Regions from separate parts of the Arabidopsis thaliana genome. Here region 2 is linked to region 1. A link is a contact called in public capture Hi-C data. All regions are on one chromosome and are shown on one strand. The core of a region is the stretch at or near the end of the contact, and the rest is flanking DNA. Distances in the headings are between cores, read along the strand shown. Region 1 holds the start of AT4G16880 (Leucine-rich repeat (LRR) family protein). Region 2 holds the start of RLM3 (disease resistance protein (TIR-NBS class)).

Evidence for each region. Capture Hi-C pulls out chosen DNA fragments and counts their contacts.
Region 2: a contact with region 1 is called in a capture Hi-C map of root, with 3 times the contacts expected there. A contact is called at or near these places in 1 of 26 Hi-C or Micro-C datasets (vegetative nucleus) and 1 of 3 other capture datasets (root).

The regions. Positions count from the first base shown.
Region 1 is chr4:9,492,285-9,499,079 of TAIR10.1, forward strand. AT4G16880 (Leucine-rich repeat (LRR) family protein) reads right to left here and starts at 5,029. Exons shown (of 2, transcript NM_117791.4): 1 at 4,824-5,029; 2 at 3,699-4,685. The coding sequence starts at 4,865. The coding sequence ends at 4,266. It overlaps RPP4 (Disease resistance protein (TIR-NBS-LRR class) family), which reads right to left and starts at 3,553. Exons shown (of 6, transcript NM_117790.4): 1 at 2,947-3,553. The coding sequence starts at 3,416. It also overlaps AT4G06430.
Region 2 is chr4:9,553,080-9,560,721 of TAIR10.1, forward strand. RLM3 (disease resistance protein (TIR-NBS class)) reads left to right here and starts at 5,506. Exons shown (of 10, transcript NM_001341185.1): 1 at 5,506-5,894; 2 at 6,717-7,533. The coding sequence starts at 7,076. AT4G16980 (arabinogalactan-protein family) reads left to right here and starts at 3,704. Exons shown (of 1, transcript NM_117802.4): 1 at 3,704-4,860. The coding sequence starts at 4,008. The coding sequence ends at 4,502. AT4G16983 reads right to left here and starts at 4,742. Exons shown (of 2, transcript NM_001341172.1): 1 at 4,240-4,742; 2 at 3,923-4,197. The coding sequence starts at 4,390. The coding sequence ends at 4,082. AT4G16970 (Protein kinase superfamily protein) reads right to left here and starts at 2,786. Exons shown (of 14, transcript NM_117800.4): 1 at 2,291-2,786; 2 at 2,122-2,189; 3 at 1,338-2,033; 4 at 1,145-1,211; 5 at 989-1,051; 6 at 836-899; 7 at 572-749; 8 at 392-481; 9 at 123-150; 10 at 1-40. The coding sequence starts at 2,687.

The sequences.
Region 1 (6,795 bases), core at 3,779-6,278:
AATCATTTTGCATTAAATTTAATTATAAAATATTTTGTTTTTGAAAAAATATAAGTAAGAAATTTTAAATTTATTTCTAAATTAATTTTGTTTTACTTTCAATCATTAAAAGCAAATATCAAAGATTATTTTCATGATATATAACATATTTTCCTACAGTTTATTCAAAAAATGAATTTAGCATAAACAATGAATAAATAATTTATTCTAATTTTCAAAACAATGAAAATAGAATAAATATTAATTCTAATTTTATTATTTGATGATGTATCATTTATCAATATATAAATAATACAGATGCATTAAAATATGATTTGTCTTTTTATTTTCTCTCATTTTATAATATAATATTTACACATGCTTTTATTAAATTATTTACTATAAATATTATCATACCTATCTTACTTTGGGATTGTCTTTTAATAATTTTTAATATTTAAATATTTAAATAATAGAATTGCTTTTAAAAATATGATTTCATAAGAAAATAAATTTGAAATAAATGTAAAACTAACCTCATTAAAAAAGACTCAAATGACTAAAATCAATGAAATGTAAAGTAAACACCAATGAGAAAAAGAAAATTAGGGTGATTGAGTGTCTCATGTAACGTTTTAAAAAAAAAAAAATTGTTACTCATGTAACGTTTGTGTTGCAAACGTTTTTGAACCAATTATTAACATTTATGCTGGAAATAAACACATGAATTAGTTATACCCTAAATATCTACTTTTCTGATATAAATAGCAAATATATATACTATTTTTTATCACACACAAGTATTTTTATTTCCTTTAACAATTGACGAAAAATGGAAGATGGCTTGCGGTATTAACAACGTTTACGGCAAGAGTCCCTGTCTTTCAATTTCTCTCCTTCATTTAAGGTTTGGACTCGTATTAGCTCTCAGATTTCGTTTTCTTTTTAAGTTTTTGTGAATGATTTCATATTGTTTAATGTTTCTAAAATGGTTATATTGAATCTTACTTACATGTGTTTTTTTCCTGTTTTTTTTTGTTCTGAATTTAATTCAAGATATTTTTGCATCTTTTAGAAAAAGTTTTTTTTTTTGTTTTGTAGGCATCAAATGCACTTTAAACCATTTAAATGGATATAAGATAAGAAGCTAGCAGACTATGGATAGCATAGTCAATTGCAAGAGAAAGTAAGGATCAAGGTTTTGATCATTCATAAAATACAAAATTTGATGCAAGTGATTTAGTTAATCTCGATTAATGGTGGAGCGATAACAATAGGTATGACCATACTAATTATATAACTATTTATTTCTCTTTCCAACTTAAATATTTCGAGTTAAATTTTAGTATAATATTTTTTATTTTTGTTAATAAAATTAAATTCTAATTATATGTAGTTTCTGTTTATAATGTTTTGAATTTTAAAATGAGAATTATAATTTGTTCACCCAATATTTCTATAAATAGTTACCAAATTTTGTTGACATATATGTTCTTTAAAACAACATTTCAGTAATTTTGTTCAATCTCATCTTACTCTACATCAATTTGCGTTGGCATCCAAATTGACAAAAAAAAAAACTTAAAATTGTGTTCATTTTTTAGCATAAGGAAGCTCAATTCTCAGCCTCTAAAGAAAACATGATCAACATTAGTTCACTCATATGAGGAAAATTGTTTAATCTTTTTCTATCATTACTTATATTTAATGACTTTTCCAATAATTGTTTTCAAACCTATAAGTCAAAATATTGAAAGACTCATAATACAAATAACAAAAATCTATGCCTATAATACACATTAAAAGTTATATTTAGGACCAAATAATTCATAATAAAAGACTCTATTATATATAATGAAGCAAAACAAAATTAAATTCTTTTATATGAGTGACATATTGAAATGATTTAGGATTTTTATTTTTCAAGTTTATCTTTTCTTAAATTTTAAGATTTTTTATATGAGAGTATTTGAGAAGCCATCATGTGCGACCTTTTATCTATATCCTTAATTATATTTGAAATTTAGGTTTAATTATATATTATATCAAGACAAAATAAAATGTGTCTTACGAAATATGAGACAAAATGTTTTATATATTTTGGGTAAACTGTTAATTTCAGTAAAGCAAGATTTATAAAAAGGATAATGATGTTTAAAAAAATAACTTTTTATACAATAGCGCATTAGATCAATGTCGAGTGGTGTGCTTGAAATACGGTTTATTATACCTAGGACGAATTTGTTGAGTCTCTTAAAAAGGGCATTGGTTTGTTTGTAAAGAAAGTGTAATAGCTTGATAAAATCTTGCATTTCTCTCAAACAATAGATGATGATGATGATGTGAAACAATGAAAGTGTGTAATTTAGAAGTTAGGAGATCATTTTAGTTTTTTCAATAACATAAAGGTCGTCAGTTGATTTTGAAAATCAGGACTTACCAATATATCAATTTTGTCGATTAAAAAACCAAATCTTGAGTAGATATTATTTATTGTGAAAGTAAAAATGTAATATGTCATATTGACATGCTAATTGAAACTTTAATTATATATTTATTAATAAATTATTTTACACCACATGAATTCATATAAATTATAACAAAAGAAAAACAAATTTAATGAGTTCAAAATCAACAAAACATATAACACTTATTTCAAGCTACCCATATTGTAGATGCTAATATAATTATATTCCATAATGAAATTGAAATTTTTATTCAAAACAAAATTAATTTGCTCTCTTTAACTGAGAGTAATTCCAAATATTTTTTGAAAGCTTTATAAACAACTAATTTATGTAATATGATATACACAATAAAAAATTTGTTTTTAAATAGCTAAAAATATTTCATTATGTAAATTTTAAAATTATTTCATATTTTATATTAATTTTAAACCCACGCACATTTTCTAGTTTTGCAATAATTATAAACACTCATAGAAATAGTGGAATAAATAAAACATACCCGTTCCGAAGATCCTCCCCGGCTAAATTTGATATATCTGTGAGAGCTTTAACCCATCTTTGTTTCTGATCCTCTGGTTTGTCCTCGCATGTCTTTTTAAAGACATCGCCAAAGCCACCGATCTGTTTTCTAACATGAGAAGGATCAACGCCGTAGAAAACCGGAATCACCATTTGTTCCCCTTTCTTGTAACACTTGTGGATCTCCACCAATTCATTCAAGCACCACGTTGAAGAAGCATAGTTCTCAGAGAAGATGACTATTGAGATCCTCGCTTCTCTAATGGCCGTTATAAGCGCATCGGCGATTATGCAGCTTCTCACGATGCCGTGATCCATGAATGTATTGATTGATCTGCGGTCGAGCGCCTCGATTAGATGGCTGAGGAACGTTTTGCGAACATCTACCCCACTGAAGCTTGGGAAAACGTCGTATCTCCGGCTACTAGGAGAAGAAGAAGAAGAAGCCATGGGAGACGATAGAGGGAACTCAGAGAAGAGACGAAGATTTTTAAGAGAAGTAAATCAGCAAGACATAGTGTGAGAAAGAGAGGAGAAACTTCGTCTTCCTTCCCTCCAAGACTTGCATAGAAGACTTACTGTACAAGATATTCTTTTAAGTGGCTAAAATCAAATCTCCTAACAAGACAATTGAGACGTAAATAATAAAGAAACTCGGCCCTTCCTTTCCTCGAAAGCTTTTTTACACTACATACAAAGATATTTTTGAAGATTGAATTTTTGTGGTTGTCACTGAATTATGATAAGTCTTAGTCTTTGTACAAGACAGAAATAATATTTCAATTTCTAGGCAAGTAGACAGAAACTTACATTCGTTTCCTCTACAAAGATATTTTGAAAACACAAATTTTGTGGTTATCAGTTGTCCTTGTATATAATGAAAGAATATGCGGAATTGTAGCAAAGAGTAAGAGAATTATGAAGAACAAGAGAGTTGGTATATGAGTGAGAATGACCAAATCATATTGATAGAATTAGTTAGTAACCTTTGTGTGTTTACAATGTATTTAAAGACACACAAAGGGAATATGACCGTTTACAATTAACGTAAGACTGAAAGAGACATGAGAGAAGAGGTTCCTTGGTCTTGATGGTGAGAGCGACTGGTCCTTGGTTGACCATGTCGCTAAAGACACTCGTGAGTCCTCTTCAACGGCTACAAGAGATATTTGTGCGCCTTCACTCTTTCTAGAAGCTCTCCATAGACTTCTCATGTGTTCGGCCCAACTCCTTGTAGCACATACCCAATACTAGGCCTTTCTCCTTATTTGTACGGATGAATCTCTTATTGAATCTTGATCAATATATAATATACGTATGAATTACCTGGACGCCTTCCCATAGCTTCTCAAGCTTGTTGTTACATCTCACTGTGAGGTCTTTGAGATGTTCTGGGCGAAATTTACTTGGATTACATCTCCTAAGGCAATCAAGATAACCGAGTCCAGGGAGATTCTTGTTCCATAAACAATCTGCTACCTCGATGTCAATTTCTCCTCTGAAACTGTGCATAATAATCTCAGGGAAATTTCTCAACTTGGGGCATCGTAGGAGATTGAGGTACTCAAGAGATTCCGAGTTGAGAGGAGTTGGAAAACTTTCTAGCACTTCGCATTTACAAAGATCTAGTCTCTCGAGGTTTGTGGCTAAAGAAAGATCTGGAATTTCTTTCAAATATTTGGAATTACGCAGAATCATCTTCTTTAGGCTTCCAAGTAACTGAAAACAAGGAAAGAGAGAATAACAGACGTTCGTAAACATTTCAAAAAATTCATTTAATTTTTTGAACAAATAAATCAATAAACATAACACATTTCTGTTTTCAAATTGACAACAAAAACAATAAAAAATTAGTACCTGAGTTCCATTCCACAGCTTCTCAAGGTCACTATCCTCCATTATGAGTTCAACCAGATACTCAGCCTTAAAATTAGAAGGCAAACGCTTCAATGGACAATAACGCCACCATAGGCATATGATGTTACTTGAAATCTGAGGGAAAAATCTCAAACTTGAGCTTCCATCACTATAATCCTGAGATGGAGACACATTCAAGAGATATTTTTGAAGATTGAATTTTTGTGGTTGTCACTGAATTATGATAAGTCTTTGTACAAGACAGAAATAATATTTCAAGTTCTAGGCAATTAGACAGAAACTTACGTTATTCGTTTCCTCTACACAGATATTTTGAAACACACAAATTTTGTGGTTGTCAGTTGTCCTTGTACAAGACAGTTTATCGTAAGAATGTACTTATGATTGTTTAATATCAAAGTCTTGTTTCCCAATACATACATGCACATGGATTAGGAGAATAAGTATATCGATTATGAGGATTTTAATTCAAATAATACAGTGAAAATACTAATTAACACTAACTCTCTAGTTTGCTAAATTACTCTTTTAGTTTTCAATAATTGTATTATTAGTTTAAAGTTTGGCTTACTGCGTCAGCAACCACTGTAGGCTGCGATTGCATTTGCTGTATTGTTTAAGGAGCATTTGGTTTCTAAGGGTTTCATGTACTGGATGGAAGAACTCGTGTCTGAGAACATCCTCTGCGCTGGTTCGTTGCCTCGGGTTAACGGTCAAACATCTATCCACGAAGTCAAGGAGCGGCCGTGGGATTGCGTCTAGAAACTCTCTGCGTTTGTGTTGAGTTCACACCATTTTCTCAACTCCAGCCCCTTCAACGTACAATTCTTGAAACAACAACACAAAAATCTATGTGCATTCAATTCATCTCTCACGATCATCTATCAAATCACTTTATCAGTAATTTACATTTTAAAGTTATATCATGTTCTGGACTAACAATGAAAACCATTTTATTTGAATCCATATGCTGGCGGCAAAGAAGAACAGAGCATTTGTATTATGTCACACAAATTCAGCAATCAAGTGAATGGAGAGTTTATAAGGGAGGTAAGATGAGATTTTACCTCAGGCAAAGAGGTTTCACTATTGTGCAGCTTGGCTACTTCCCATAAGTCTTCACTGCTTCGTAGTTACTCAATGTCCTTCACGTTCCTAGGAATCACAAGGTCGTTGTAAGACGGCAAGAAAGAAAAAAGAGTGGAATCGACTGATGGTGTATTATGTTTTTATTATTATTATTAGGTCATTGGTGCAATATCTGAAGCAAACCTGCACAAACCAATTCAGCTAAAAGAAGCACCAGAGAAATTAGCTTTCACATCCTAAATGTGACAATGACTAGCTCACTTGAGCTCAGGGTCGTGGTGGAGGTCGGTGAGTGGGACGGGTGGAAGCTGGTTTGTATGTATGGGGCTGTGGTGGTGGTGCGTTATGTTTTAATCACTGTTTTTTTACTGTGAGTGTAGGAAACGCCACGGTAGCAGTGATGCAATTGTTGCTGATGAGGTTGCTATTTAAAAATTTAGTTCCAACACTTTTTTGCTGTTGATAATTCTCTTGTGAAATACATTTTTCTTTACCAAATTTATTCATTGATTTAAAGAGAGAAAAATAACCTTTGGTAACATACACGTAGAGAGATATGTGTGTTTCAAAAGACAAGTGTGGAGAAAGTTTGAACCTTTAACTTGTTTCTTGCGGAATCTCTCACTATCACTCAAAGAAATTTGGATCTCTCGTGTGTTGACTTAGAAAAACGAATGAAGAAGAAATAGAAAGAGCACACACACACCATTTAACGAGTTCACGTTTCCAAACCGGAAACGCTACATCTCGCCGAGATTGTACTCGGAAATCCACTAGAAAGCTTGGTTTCGGTTACATAAACCCTAGAGGCGAACTGGACACTCCCAGCCGCCTCACCTAAACCCCCATCTAGCTCTCTTCT
Region 2 (7,642 bases), core at 4,256-6,755, 61 kb after region 1:
TTGCTGGCGGTAGGAAGACCTGAAGCTGCTTTTGATTTATCTACAGAAGATAACAAGAGATAGCTTTAGTTTCCATATTTTATAGCCAAGTACAGCACATATGCATGAGGGGAGAAGTTTACCTGCTCTTCTGTACTTCTGGTGCAAATCCTAATTGAACCATGCAGGAAAAAAAAGAGATTAATATCAGTGGGTGGGGAAGGGAACATAACAGTAAATTTTAACATGAACGTTTGTGTTCCTCAAGTTTTTCAGTGCCTCTGTTAGACACTGACCTTAGAATTGAATAAGCAGGTTTTTTCGGTTACTTCAAATTCTATAGTAAGAAACACTAACCAAAAATCGTCGCTAGGAAAATTTTGATAAGAGAAGGGTGACAAAAAATGCTAACCATGGCAAGGTTAAAATCAATGAGATAGCCTTTGTTGGTCTTCCTAGAGAAGAGGAAGTTTCCTGGCTTAACATCCCTATGAACAACACCCTTCAAGATTGTGAAGAGAAAAAATAGAACTGGTTAGTTGCGTGATTGAAATATGAATGCTAAAAATAATTCAGTCCAAAATCTGCATACCTGCTTATGCAGACTCGATAGAGCTTTGAACATGCAGTAGCCGTACCACTGCAGCTGATACACATCTATTTCTCTCTTCAATGAATCAGGTCTGTCATGTTCAAGGTGCTCAAGGATGATGCAATCAGAATCTCCATTCTTGAGACAGCCTTCATGCTTTATTATACAGTTTTTCCCCCTAAATAAAGCAATAATTTCAGCAGTTTCAGATCGTTATGCTTGAAAATGTGGAAGGTTCATGCCTAATCATACTTAGTTACTTACCCAAAACGCTCCAGCATTCTGATTTCATTATTCACATAATACTTCTGAGCGCCAACATGAGGGCCTGCAAGGAAAACAAATGAGGCAAGTCTTCCAACGAAAAACACTGATGCAGTGAAAACATTTAGCCACATATCATTTTCTTTCCCGTACATTTAATTGCAAACTCTGTTCCATCAGTTTTCCTCGTTGCCTTATAAACAATCCCGTAGCCACCTACATTTGGATTTCACCAGTGATTAGTCAATAACTAGTTAAGTTGTTACAATAGAATGAGGAATATAGATGAAATAGACTGGAAAGAAATACCTGAACCTTCTTCCTCTACAATAGTGTAAGAATCAAAATCTGGAATTGTGTTATGCTTTGCCTGATCCTAAACCACAAATATGAGAAGAGAACTTTTAATATAGTGTGCATTAATGCTAAAATTCGGTGCAAGAGTGTTAACGTAGTTAACATTATATAAAGGCCTCACTCTAGACGAAAGAGACATGTCTACCTTCTGATCTTTAAGACGAACGGTGTTAAAATTCTGCTTCCTCTTCTGGATAACTTTACTTTTTCTGGTGTGTTTTATCTCAGGGGAACAGCTGTACGTTTTGCTGTTTCCCGGCAATTTGCATTGATCCAGAGTTTTTTGTACCAAAGATTTATCTTGATTAGCTTCTGTAGCAGAAGGCTTCAACGGCAGCTCTCTGTCAGGGGTGCTAACGATGTCTACAGTGTGATCATCTACAAGTAGATCTTCAGTGTCATCCACAATCTGCACTGGTTCTAACTCATTTTCTGTTGGCATCAATGAGGCAACGGGATCGGACTGCACAGAATCAGTTTGTATCTCTCCCTTAGGGAAGAGATCCTTCTTATTTTTATCATCACCTTCTTCGATTAATATTTGGTTGTCAGCAATTTGGAAATCTCCAATTTCAGGTCGCTCGTAATATCCATCCTCCTGAGGAGATGGCAAATCGTTCTTGCTTTCCTCTAACCGATGTGTAGGATTGACATCCACTGAAGCATTGGATGTCTGCGGACCAGGCTGATGATCTTGAACAAAAGCCTCTATTCCTCGGTTAGATGCACTTAAATTGAAAACCGAAGCTTGGGATTCAAGAGCTAAAATAGTCCCAAGCATAGTTCCACAGGCAACAGTTCTGATGTCGTTAGGTCTGCTATCTATTACAGAGTAATTCACCTAGAGAAAATAATCAATAACACAATGAATCAACCACCCACTAAACCATACCGTGAGAACTTCATATATATCTTAAGAGATTACTTACATCGTTTCCATCATTTCGACTTCTTTTGGGCAATGGCATGAGCTCTAGCTCCTCTTGTTCCGCATTCTCTGATACATTACCATAAATAACCCAAAATTGAGAAGAGAATCTCTATGTAAGTGTGACCTACTAAACCGCAATATCAGATAAAATTGCAAAAACTTAGTACCTCTCGAATGCTTTAGCGTGAGAGATCTCGGATCCATAAACTGTTCTAACACAACATTTTCCTGCAAATCCAAACTACAGGCGAAACTAGCCGGAGCGGAGGGAGACTCAGGCGAGAGAGTCACAGTGAAGCCATCTTCGGCAAGGGAAATAGGAGAATTAGGGATCGAGCAAAGATATTTGACGAGATTAGGAGAACCTTGGAAGTATGTACACTTTGAAGAAAGATCTATAACAGATTCTGGATGACCAGAAGAAAGTAGGAGACGAGATAACTCAAAAGCATGCAGATGATAGTTAAGGTCGTCGTTGCCGTCTGAATTGGTGGGACTAAGAGGAATGAGCTCTCTTCCGGCTGTAGAATTCTCGAGTTGACGCGGTTCCGAGTTTTCTGACATTGCAAATGCTGTGAATCTGAGGGAGAGAGAGAGAAGCTAGGGATTTGAGAATTTGAGATTTGGGGGGCAAATGGAGAAGGAGCGGGAGAATGGCACGTGCGGTACGTGTGATGTTTTGTTTCGAGGATTTTGTACATAAAAATGTTCCCGCTCATTTCTTTGCCAGCTGGATTATTTACGGCCTCATGCGTCTACAGGCCCATTTTAAATGAGCCCATATAGCCTGGAAATGTTTCATTGATTGTAGTCTTGTAGATAATTTTTAGAACAATGCAATTATTCAAGATGCTAAAACTTGCTGCATTTCGAACTATATATTTGAATAACCTTCTCAAATACTATTATTGGTTACCTAATGTTTTTGATGCTCTAGAAGTTCAATTTATAACATGCAAAGAGAAAAACTGGAGTTCATGGTTACAGAAAACAACATTAGTCGTCAATTTCAAATGAAAGTAATCCCATAAAATATATATATACATGCATGCATGACTATGTATGGATGGTTATATCATATATGGAACATGTGCATTTGTGATGGTATAATGTAAAGATGGATAAATAGTAAATGATGGCCAAAGAGTGCTCGTGAGAGACAAAGGAAATGGTATGGGGTAACCAAAATGTCGGTTAGTTGGTGCGGACATAATATTGGCCGTGGAGCTAAATCAGGCTGTGTGACTAAATACAACACAAATGGTCCCTTTTGTTTTTCGTTTTTTGTTTTGTAACATAGCATTATGCTCTTTTATCTTGTCCTATGTAAATTTTGTCTTCTCCTGATAATATTATAGAATATCTTGATATGGTTATCATAAATTTTCTGTTAAATTTACAGAAAACAAAATGAACATTAATGTTCTAACATATGAATGGCTAACATCAGTAATGACCTGTTCTAATAAATTTGATATGGCCCCTTAAAAACCATCCCGTGAATCCGATTGATCGTTTCCACTATGTCTTTAAAAGAATAAATATAAAAGGCATTGTAATCATAATATCCTCCATTTCCATATATATTGACTATTCTATCTGTACCTACAATGAGATTTCAACTTTGGAGTTTTCATCTTTTTTTTCTTTCCAATTTGTGGAGGAAAATAAATCAGCATCTCATACCTATCCATCGACTGATACGTGTCACACATTGTATCCAACGATCCAAAATTATAAAACAAATAATCTCTAATATATATCCAAATAGCACAAAGAACCTTCACTTTTCTCTCCCACTCTTTCTTTTACTACTCTCACACATATCTCTGTCTATATATCACTTTACATAAACGACTATTCCACACACAAACACACATAGCCATGGCCTCTTCTTTCTCTTCACAAGCCTTCTTCTTGCTCACATTGTCTATGGTTTTAATTCCTTTCTCTTTAGCTCAAGCTCCCATGATGGCTCCTTCTGGCTCAATGTCCATGCCGCCTATGTCTAGCGGCGGTGGAAGCTCGGTTCCTCCTCCAGTGATGTCTCCGATGCCAATGATGACTCCACCACCTATGCCTATGACTCCACCACCCATGCCCATGACTCCACCACCTATGCCTATGGCTCCACCACCAATGCCCATGGCTTCACCACCAATGATGCCAATGACTCCATCTACAAGCCCAAGCCCATTAACAGTTCCGGATATGCCTTCGCCGCCGATGCCATCCGGAATGGAATCTTCACCTTCTCCAGGACCCATGCCACCGGCAATGGCGGCTTCGCCGGATTCAGGAGCTTTCAATGTTAGAAACAACGTCGTAACACTTTCATGCGTTGTTGGAGTTGTTGCAGCCCATTTTCTCCTCGTTTGAAATGATTATTGAATTGGTCAGCCTCGATCGTTTTCTTGTAATTTACCTTCATTTTTTTCCCTCAAATTATTAGTGGTCATCATTTTATAATATTTGAGTTTGTGTTTGATGTACGATTCAGACATTTGTTTGCATTATGTGCTTAATAAGTTTATCGTTGACTCTACTTGAAGAGAGACTTTGTATGTGATGTAAATTTCTTCTATCTATGGAACATTGCATTCGTAGTCATATATAGGACATAAATATGGTTACAACTTGGAAGGATAAATACCACAAGGCACAATATGATCAATACGACAATACCTCTCATTGTTAGTCGATAATATCGATGTATATAGTCACTAGACTCACCGATCCGTAATTCCTTTTAACAAAAAATACGTTATTCAGATATGTTATTTTCATATATATGTGTAAAAATGTTCTTCCTAATAATTAAAAGAGACAAACCAAAGAAAAGGCTATATTTGCAAGCTGTCATTGGAATTTTGCATACATTTTCTCTATATATTCTCATTGAAATTCATTTATTCTTTCATTTTATGGAGGTGTAGAAATACATAAAATCCAAAGAAAATGAGAAATTTTCAAATATGTTGAATTTGAGAATGGAAGAATATGACAAAGGTGGGTATAGTGAATAAATGGTAGGGAATATAGATATGCCCGACCCAAGAGGACAGCTAAAAAGAAAGTGACGTTCACATGTCTGTCTTTCTCTATTGCCCCAACCATTTTCCAATGTGTATTAGTAATAACAGAAATCATACATTTAAAAAGAACTATATAGAAATTTTATTCATATATATATAGCAGTACTAGTTAGTATATCTGCATTTTTTTGTTTTTCAAGTCATGTTGATGATTTATTACTTTAAACAGATGCCGAAGCTTTCTAAAGTAATTACGGTAAATATATGTTAGTCATTTGTAAAAACGACCGATGACAGAAAGATATGTTTTATTTCTTAGTATATCTAACAATGTTATAACCGAATGATGACAACCTATAAACCACAATAGAGCACTAATTTAATTACATGCTCTTTGTTGCTGGCTCCGTACACCGGCCACCACAATCAAAACCTTAATTGTCCACTTTTTAGCCACTTCGAATTCTCAGAAAGATAAATCTAAGGAAGTTCTAGGTCTTTCAAAGGCCACAAATCTCGATATGTTGGTGGTTTGTGAATATGCAAATCTTTGGTGATACGCTAACTTCTTCAATTCATAATTTCAATAAACGAACTGAGAATTTACTGATGGGTAGTTGTTCAAAGCTGGAGTTTCTTCCACCTGCTGACGTTTACTTGGAATCTCTCAAGGACCCAAATCTAAGGAAATGCTTACGGTTGAAAAGTGTCCGTCCGATTTCGAAAACCATTCCAGGTATTTTTTTTTAAGTCTTACAACATATTCTTTCCGGTGAGGAGGAGACCATGTTGTTTTTCTTCCCAAGAAAATTTAACCTCTATTGCTATGATCCTAAGTGTATAAAAGGCTTGCAATCAATGGAGGTTTTAATTATAGTCCATGGGTGAATAATGTCATCAATAGTGATAACTGGACAAGATTTTTAAAAAATGCCACAAACACAAAAGAAAAAAAAAATTGAAAGTAAATGTCATAAAATCATAATTATGCGTAGTGTGCAAGGTATACTTTGGTAAAATCTGTCACATTAGACATTTACTTATTTACAATTTTGCAAATTGGTTATTTACTTAAATAAATGAAACTTATACGCAAAATAAAATAAAATCCTGACTAAGCTCATATCTTTTAATTTGTTTTCTAACAGAAATATATCCCTCTGTTAGTACACCACATTGACGATGTCATTCATTATTAGGAATGGAAATTTTTCATTCTTTCCTATAAAACTAGATGTTAATTAAAAAAAAAAAACAATTATACGGATTTCTTAAGAGATTTGAATTTCTTTACGTAGATTTTCTGTAAGTAGTATAATTCAAAAGAAGCAAGTTAAAGCTAATCTCCTTGACATGGATTGAATTTTTTTTTGAACCAATTACCCGACAAGGATTTTTTTAGTGGTATTTATAGATTTTGCCATTTTTTATATCTAAAAAATACAATTTAACACATTACGTTTGGGTTTATTTAGTTCCATATTTTTTTTAGGGTATAGTGTTTGTTATTAAGTATGTATTTTACAAAAAAAAATCTCAAGTGTTTCATTTTTTAAAGTTGCAGAAAACGCAAAATCTAAAATATTTGAAGGTGGCAAATCTAAAAGATTTAAGTCACAAAATGGCAAAATCAACAATAATCCTATATTATTTTGGGTGGTGTTGATGAGCCGTTGACGTAGAAGAATAGCATGTGGCCTTATTTGCTATAGGATGTGGCCCTAACCCTAATAGGATGAGAAATCTTTGCTCAACTTGGCTTAGAGTGGAACCAACCGTGAAGCATCCGTCTCAAAAATGTCTACTCTATGACGTCTTTTTCACCCCACCCCCCCCCTCTCCACAAGGCCCCTCCATTTCTGTATAAACTTCAGAATGCTTTCTTGAGAATGTTTTTATCTTCTTTCTATAGTTTCCATGAAGTCTTCTTCTTCTCAGAGCTACGATGTTTTCCCCAACTTCAGAGGGGAAGATGTCCGCCACTCATTAGTCAGCCACCTTCGTAAGGAACTTGATCGCAAATTCATCAATACATTCAACGACAACAGGATCGAAAGAAGCCGCAAAATAACCCCAGAGCTGTTATTGGCTATAGAAAACTCAAGGATCTCACTTGTCGTCTTCTCTAAAAACTATGCTTCTTCCACGTGGTGCTTAGATGAATTGGTGAAGATCCAAGAGTGCTATGAGAAATTGGATCAAATGGTGATTCCTATTTTCTACAAAGTAGATCCTTCTCATGTTAGAAAACAGACCGGAGAGTTTGGCATGGTCTTTGGGGAGACCTGCAAGGGCAGAACAGAGAATGAGAAGCGAAAATGGATGCGAGCTCTAGCAGAGGTAGCACATCTAGCCGGAGAAGATCTTCGGAACTGGTATGTTGTTGTTTTTTTAGTTTATATATATATATATATATATAATTAGTTTCGTTGGATAGTGTAACACCCGGATTTTAGGAATAATGGTGTATGCGGAGAGGTTTAA